Linked DNA regions of Mus musculus: region 1 is linked to region 2. The links are chromatin contacts, called in public Hi-C maps. All regions are on one chromosome and are shown on one strand. The core of a region is the stretch at or near the end of the contact, and the rest is flanking DNA. Distances in the headings are between cores, read along the strand shown.

Evidence for each region. Hi-C and Micro-C count contacts between places; a contact is called where the count stands out from the background.
Region 1: a contact with region 2 is called in a Hi-C map of the N1E-115 cell line, with 2.5 times the contacts expected there. The contact joins the enhancer-like site here to the promoter of Plcxd3 in region 2. A contact is called at or near these places in 1 of 39 promoter capture datasets (embryonic stem cells), 1 of 484 Hi-C or Micro-C datasets (the N1E-115 cell line) and 2 of 9 other capture datasets (adipose tissue and liver).

The regions. Positions count from the first base shown.
Region 1 is chr15:4,193,577-4,197,477 of GRCm38.p6, forward strand. No RefSeq gene overlaps it. Among named protein-coding and RNA genes, the nearest start is that of BC037032, 170 kb to the left of the region's middle. Within about 2 kb of position 1,700, at least 1 of the 459 cell types and tissues checked has an H3K27ac peak or open chromatin away from gene starts, as enhancers often do. A contact at or near this core is called in the N1E-115 cell line, where this site is marked.
Region 2 is chr15:4,373,315-4,376,918 of GRCm38.p6, forward strand. It overlaps Plcxd3 (phosphatidylinositol-specific phospholipase C, X domain containing 3), which reads left to right and starts at 2,177. Exons shown (of 3, transcript NM_177355.3): 1 at 2,177-2,501. The coding sequence starts at 2,399.

The DNA of each region.
Region 1 (3,901 bases), core at 450-2,949, 180 kb before region 2:
ATCTAGTGTTTCTGCTGAGAAGTTGTGTATAATTTTAATAGGCCTGCCTTTATATAACACTTGCCCTTTTTCTCTTGTGGCTTTTACTATTCTTTGTTTGTTTTATACATTTAGTGTTTTGCTTATGTGGCAGAAGTATGTTCTTTTTTTGATCCAATCTATTTGGTGTTCTCTAAGCTTCTTGTTCATTTATAGGCACCTCTTTCTTTAGGTTAGGAAATTTTTCTTCTATGATTTTGTTGAAAATATCTTCTGGTTTGTAGGAGCTGGTAATCTTCTCCTTCTTCTATTCCTAGTATTATTGGGTTAAGTATTTTCAGTGTCCCAGATTTTCCGGATGTTTGTGTCAGAAAAAATTTTTTGATTTAACATTTTCTTTGAGGAATGTATCAACTTCTTTTATCATAGCTTCTTCCTCTGAGATTTTCTCTTCCATCTCTTGTATTCTGTTGGTAATGCTTGTGTCAGCTGTTTTTGTTCTTTTACCTAGGTTTTCCATATCCAAGATTCTCTAAGTTTGTGTTTTCTTAATTGCTTCTATTTACATTTTCAGGTCTTAAACTGTTTTATTCATTTCCTTCACCTGTTCAATTGTGTTTTCCTGTGTTTCTTTAAGGGATGTACTAATTTTCTCTTTAAAGACTTCTATCATCTCCATAAGGTTGGATTCAAAATCATTTTCTTGTACTTGATCTGTGTTAGGATACCCAGAGCTTGCTGTAATAGGATGCCTAGGCTGTGGTAGTGCAATATTGCCCTAGATCTTGTTGATTGTGTTCTTATGCTGTCCATTAGCCATTTAGGTTTTGTTACTATAATTTTAGATACTGATTTCTGAATTTATCTCTGTTGAATGGGTATTTGTGTGGCCTGTGTGAGCTCTGCGGGTTTAGTTGCTAACCTTGCCTCTTGGGTCCCTAGTGCCAGTTTGGCCTGGGGTGCCTGGCCCAGAGTGGCCTCCAGGAATGCAAGCAGAGTCATAGGCTGAAAAATGGAGTATAAGGGACAGGGTGAAGTCTACTGCTGTGTATGCTGTAGGGGGACTTAATGCTACTATTCTCAAAGCATATCTTTCATCAAACACTTTAAGTTGAAAACAGAAAAACCTATTAATGCTAAATGTCATATACTTTGTTTCATCTCTTCATTAAAAAACTCATCTTCCATCATTCAGACAAAACATCTAATCTGACAGCACTGAACAGTTTTAGCAACCAATGTGTCTCTTTTATATTAAATTTTTTTTCAGATCATTGATGTGTTTTCTGATGGAAATGGAAATCAGAGAACTGTTTAGTCTTCTTCCCAGATGGCCCTGAAAACAAATTCAACTTTAGTTTCCAGTTGTTACATGAGGACATTTGTACATGTGAGAATCATTGGATGTAATACGTTGGAAAGTCCTACATTGAACAGTTCTATAAAAATGCAGGTTCTTTCTGTTACTAACTTACAGTGCTCTATACTAGGGAATCTAATAGGCCTTTCTGTGTTAGTTAAAATTTTATTGCTATGATACTATATTCAATGGAGGATAACTATAAAAGTCTGGATATTGAAAGTCCAAACAGAGGCCCTTTACCTGTGTTACCTAATGGAGAATTGTTATAGTTAGAGTGTTTTGGACAAGCAGATACATTTTTAGATGGGAAACCAGAGAGAAATATTTGGTGGTCAGGGTCAAGATTTTATAACAATGCTCACAAAAGAACTCAACTTCAGAAAACCATTATTCCCTTCCAAGGTGGTAGCTACAGTTACTGATGGATCTCTCACCGAAATGTACCTTACTATCCCCACAGTGCAATGCTAAGCATCAGATCTCTGACAGCAAGATCACCGGAGGCAAACCATATCCAAGTCATGGCAGGATGTAAGAGATGAACTCTCCTCCACCAAAGAAGGTTCTATACTTCATGAGTAAAAAATAAAATTTTAGAAAGGATTTCATGATACATTAAACATTTTAAAATTAATTATATACACACTATAAAAATAGTGTCTTCTTGAAGATGGTCTCCACTGATGAGGGCCAGAGGTTATAATTGTCATAGGGTAAAATGGAATCCAAATTCTTGTTAAAATATGTTACCAAGTAAGTTGGGTGTTCGTGTGTTTGTATGTGTGTGTATATACAAAAGAAATGGGAAGAAAGGAAGGTTACTAAAATTTACTCCTCATATATTCAGCTAACTATATTGATTTATGACATTAAGTTTTTTTTTTCAGTTTACAACACCATTTGGTCATCTGACCTCCTTATTCTCTTGAGCATTAAAACATTTCTACCGCTGGTCTTTTATGGACCTCACTATTTCATTGCTCTCAGGCAGGGTTTGTAATTGAACTACTATCACTTGTCCTTTGCTGTGGAATGCTTTGCTTTTGCTATGATTGACTAGATAATACGGAATGAAGTACTAGATGTACCCTGTTTTGGTTGTGAGATGTCTCATCACATAGATACTTTCAGCTCACACACATAACATATTTATCTTTATCATTTGCTAATAAGCAGGGTTTTGTGATGTTATAGTCATATATTATTTATGGGCAAGAATTGTGTCTCATTGGAAATTTCATTAACAAGAGGAGGACAACCTGAGTACTGTTTCTTAGTGATTAAGACAGATCTAATCTGGATGATGTCAATGGGATACAAAAGTTTGAGGATCATCATATGACTTGCCATGGGAAACTGTGGAATCACTTTTCCAAAATTCTTGTAAGAGTGGTTCTTCAGCAAGTGCCCTTTAGTCCTCCCATCCTGAAAGACACCTGGAAATATCTGGAGACAATTTTTGTGTCATGATAGGAAAAATGCTGTTGGTATCAAGTACCTGGAGGCCAGAGCTGCTTCTAAACACTATTTAGTGAACAGAACAGCTCTTCCCTTTCCAGGAAGTATCAGGAACAAGATGTCAATAATACCAAGGTTCAGCAAACCTGCCTTTGAGCCCAATAGCTGGCAGGATGAATGGGGAATGAAGTACAAGCTTGGGTCAGATCTATCCCACACAGACTGTTTTAAAAAGTCAGATTTAATGAAGATGAAGTATGATTCATAGAGTTCCTGCTCTGAGAATACAAAGGCCTCCTTTCTCTTCCTTAACTCTATATTAATATTGCTCATATTTCACTACATTTGGTGTTCACTTCTCTAGATAAGGGGAAAGATAATCCAGAACAATTATTGGCGTGTCACATTCCTGTCATGGTCCAATCTACTGCCACCCCAAACATCTGGAGAGGGCTGCAAATTATACCCCTGGCAACTTCCATGTCAACTTTGAATGAGGAGCTTGCAGAAGGTATAAACTGTCTGTGTCCAAAATATGCAGATGTCAAGGCAGAGCAACTGCTCAATAACAGACTGAGTTTCCAAGTTCCAGGGATCATGTCAAGACTCATTCACATTAAGGCATCCTGGTAGTCGCAATCCTCTGTAAACTAACCTAATTTAAGAAGGGCATCTGCTGCATTCTCCCTCCCACAGCCTCCAGCAGGCTTCCCATTTCTATAAGTGAGGTTTTTGTTTTCTTGTGTCTCATTAGGGCTACTCCTCCCTCCCTGAAAAGCTGAGCCCCTGACAACTTTCCAGTTACCTTCTGAATAAGCTCTGGTCCAGCAGTTTCCAGAGAGGGGATTTGAGTTTTCTTGTGCTGGATGGCTTGACTTACCTAATCAAAAATATGTATTTTTGGATGCTTTTGATATGCCATAGTGAAATATACAGCATGTCACATCATGACAAATACCTATCAGCCTAAATAGGAAATTTGGAATGAATATATTTCACTTTCCAGAGAAATAATGTTTGAGAGGAAGAGAAAACAAAACAAAACAAAACACACACACACACACACACACACACACACACAAAACCTAAACCAACCCTACC
Region 2 (3,604 bases), core at 927-3,426:
TTGATATCAACCTCTTTATTAGTTTTCCAGTGAGTATGATGGAATTTTTTTATACACCACAAATTAGCAGAGTTGTGACGACTAGCTGCTCAAACACTAATTTACATGAGTTTTACAGTGAGTATGTTGATTTCTTGAGTCACAACTTGGCTGAATTATGATGGTTAACTATTTGTTCAAATACTACAGTAGAGGCTGCTATGCAGATGTTTGTAGATGAAGTAGCTTTTATAGTCATTTTGAATGGAGCAGATTACCTGCCATCATATGTATTGACCTCATCCAATCAGTTGAAGGCCTTAAGAGCAAACACTGAAGTTTCCCAAAGAAGAGGCAATTCTACTTTAGGACAATCGTCTTTTATAAACTGTTTCCTAAACTTTTTAGGACACATCCTCACAATACATTTGGATAAAGAGTATTTTTGAAGTACATCTTACAGAACAATACCTCACAGGTTGCATAATTAATTGACCACCCTGGAAAGAATACTTTCAAAGTCTAGAATAGTCTCCAAATAGACAAGGAAAAGTGAGGGTGCAGATCCTGCTATTTCAGCAAGCACACCTGAAAGTGTCACCACAAGTCTCTCAGTAGTCATGACTGTGTAATGGAAAACACAGGACTAACAGGCACTGGAGGACTTTGCTCACACACAGTGTGGCTAACTCTCCAGTGTGATTCTGAGTTGCTGCCTCAATGTGTTACCCTTAAAACACTGGCATTAGTCAGAAGAGCGGGGCTTATAAATCTCTTTGCCAACAAGCAGAGATGATTCGCATTCTAGCTAAAAGCATACAAGGATGTGCTGTGCTACCGAGAATGTAAAGAGTTCTCTGAGCAGAAGTTTCAGTACATCTCATCCTCATTCCTAAAGATAGACCAACCATGTCTTCAAGACACGATGGACTGTTTCCATGGGGAGAGTAAGAAAATTTGATCAAAAGAGTTAGACATCCTCTCTCCTCCCTCTACCTTCCCCCAAAGTAATTTCGAATAGATAGGGAATTTTCTTTGGTCACAGCATCCTTGCACAAAATAAAAAGGCTCTGGGGCTTTTAAAATGTTAAATGGGTTTACTGAACTGAAATGATTACTCTCATGTTGCTCAGTGCTGTCTCTCCAACCTTGATTCTAATTTCTTCAGCCTAATAGGATTTCCTCTGGGAATAGAATTTACACGTCCCTCCATAGGAAAGCCAGCTCCTTTTGCCCATCCTTAGTCTCTGAGTGGTAATGGCCTAGCACATGGTCACTCTGACTCATACAGTCCTGTTCAGGCCAATGCTGGTCTTGCCACATTTGTAAGGTTAGATTCTTTCTCTTTCTCACTGCGGAACAGGTGGACCCAGACATTTCTCTGGAGCCACATGAGCGATTTCTCTCTGGAGAGACACATCTCTTTAGTCTGCCAAGGAATGAAGATCCAAACAATCACATAGATCACTTCAAGTGGTGCCAAATACATTCCACCAAATGCTACTGGCAGTAATTACAGCATGTCATTGGGAGACGTGGTTCCTTCCAGTCCCAGACTTTCATCTTTTCCTGAGTGCCGTGAAACCCAGAAAGGAACTGCATCAATGAAGGTCTTCACAACCTGTGGCAGTGCCCCTTGACCCGTGAAATGCCTGGGACCAGGGATTAATATAGAAGAGAATATACTGTCCTTCCTGCTCACCACGTGTATCAATCAGCTCCTTAAAACATCAGGCAAAGTGATAAATAAAGACCTCCATTTTGTATAAATAAGTCGGAGGACTCTTTGCTGAGAAAGGGCACACTCTTTTGTGGCTTAGGGAAAGGAACACTCTTTGGGAAGAATGGAAAGTGTTGAGAGCCAAAGATGAATTTGCTCTTCAGGAGGTAACAACATGCCAAAGTCTACCAGGATTTTTAGATTCGACCGCAAGACTGCCTTTCATGCAAACTGGACTAGGAACTCTCACCAAGGGACAGAGAAAGACGAGGGACAAAGCAGCTCGGAAAACGAAGTTTTTAAATTTTATTTTTGTATGTTTGTTTGTTTGTTTGTTTTAAGGATGAAGGACTAATAACAAGAAGAGGTGGGAAGCTGCAAAATGGCAAAGAAAGGCAGAGCCACCTAGGAGGGGTGAGACGGGAGGAGGGAGTCTGGAGGGAGGGGAAAGAGCAGAGAGCAGAGCACGGACGTCAGGAACAAAAGCCCCGGCAGTGGAGTCTGGCAAGGCAAGGAGGGAGCATGGGGTGTTTTTGAATAATTATTAAAATGAGCATGTGTCTGCGCCATCCTGTGGGTGTGGCGCAGAGCGGAGTGTAAACTCTAGCGGGGCCGAAGCAAACATTGGCTTAACGGCAGCAGCTGCCAGCCTGTGCCTAGGAGTGTGGCGACTAGCGCGGCGGCAAGCAGACCGGCACCATGGCCTCATCTCAGGGGAAAAACGAGCTGAAATTCGCCGACTGGATGGCAACTCTGCCTGAGAGCATCCACAGCATCCCCCTCACCAATTTAGCCATCCCAGGTAGGTGCCCACTGCCCCTGCCTCGCCCTGCTTCATTTTACACCCAGTGCTAACTTCGCCTGTGTCTGCGGGAAGGATGCTCATCCAGGGGGTGGGTCCCCGGGTTTTCCAAATCTTGGAAGACCCTGGCACGGGGTGTCAAGGTGACTGCTTCCCCTGGGCTTCAGAAGCAGACTGTGTCCGGAGGGCTGGGGCAGAGGAGAAGGTGGTTCCAGGATCGCTCCCTGAGACCTTTTTCTACGGTTTTCCTTGAAGATTCTGGCGGGGGCTGGGGAGTAGGCAGGTCAGGTTCCTTAGTCTGTGGCTCCGTGGTGCGCTCGCTATGGGAGGGAGCTGGCTATCTTAAGAGTTCGGCTCCAGAACGTCACTGAGACCATCGCTGGCATGGACTTGGGAGAATTTGATAGCTTTGCTGTTAGAATCTACTGGAATCATTAATATTCGTCCCCAGTCTCCTTTAAAGAGACAAAGCGCTTTCTGAAGAGTGATGAAAGTTCGGGATCTGTGGTGGCAGCAGGATCACTGTCCTTGACAAAGAGCTGAATGGGGCAAGAAGCTGAAAGCAAGCCTTTCCTCATTGGCTTGGATGGGGAGCGAGTCAGTCTGGTCAAAGAGCTGCTTAAGGCAGAGCTCCTTGGGTCGAGAAAGCAGACCCTTGCACATTTGCGGCTCTAGACAGAAGCCAGGCAGTGAGACCGTGTGAGGCACAGTTTAGAGATGGGAATGATGAACAGATGGCCCTGGAAAAGGTGACCTAGCAGGTAGTCCGGAGGAAAGCAAGCAGGGTTTAGAAGGGTAGCATCAAGATGTGTTTGTATGGTGTGCATGGCTTGGACCAGAGCACTGGCCAGGTTTCCAGGTCAGAGCACACAGTAGTCCCTAACTCAGGTATCTAAGAGAGAAGATTGTTTCTGGGCAGTTTGTGAGTGCAGCAGCTGGAGAAATGCTTACATTTCTCTAGCAATTTGGCTGAAAGTGTGCACACCCATTCTTACCAGACTAGGCTGGAGGGCAAATTACTCGTAGATAATCAACCCCTGCCCGGAGTGTAGCTGAGTTTTTTAAGTTCAACCTTCTGGTCTACTTCCTCTGATCTGCTCTAT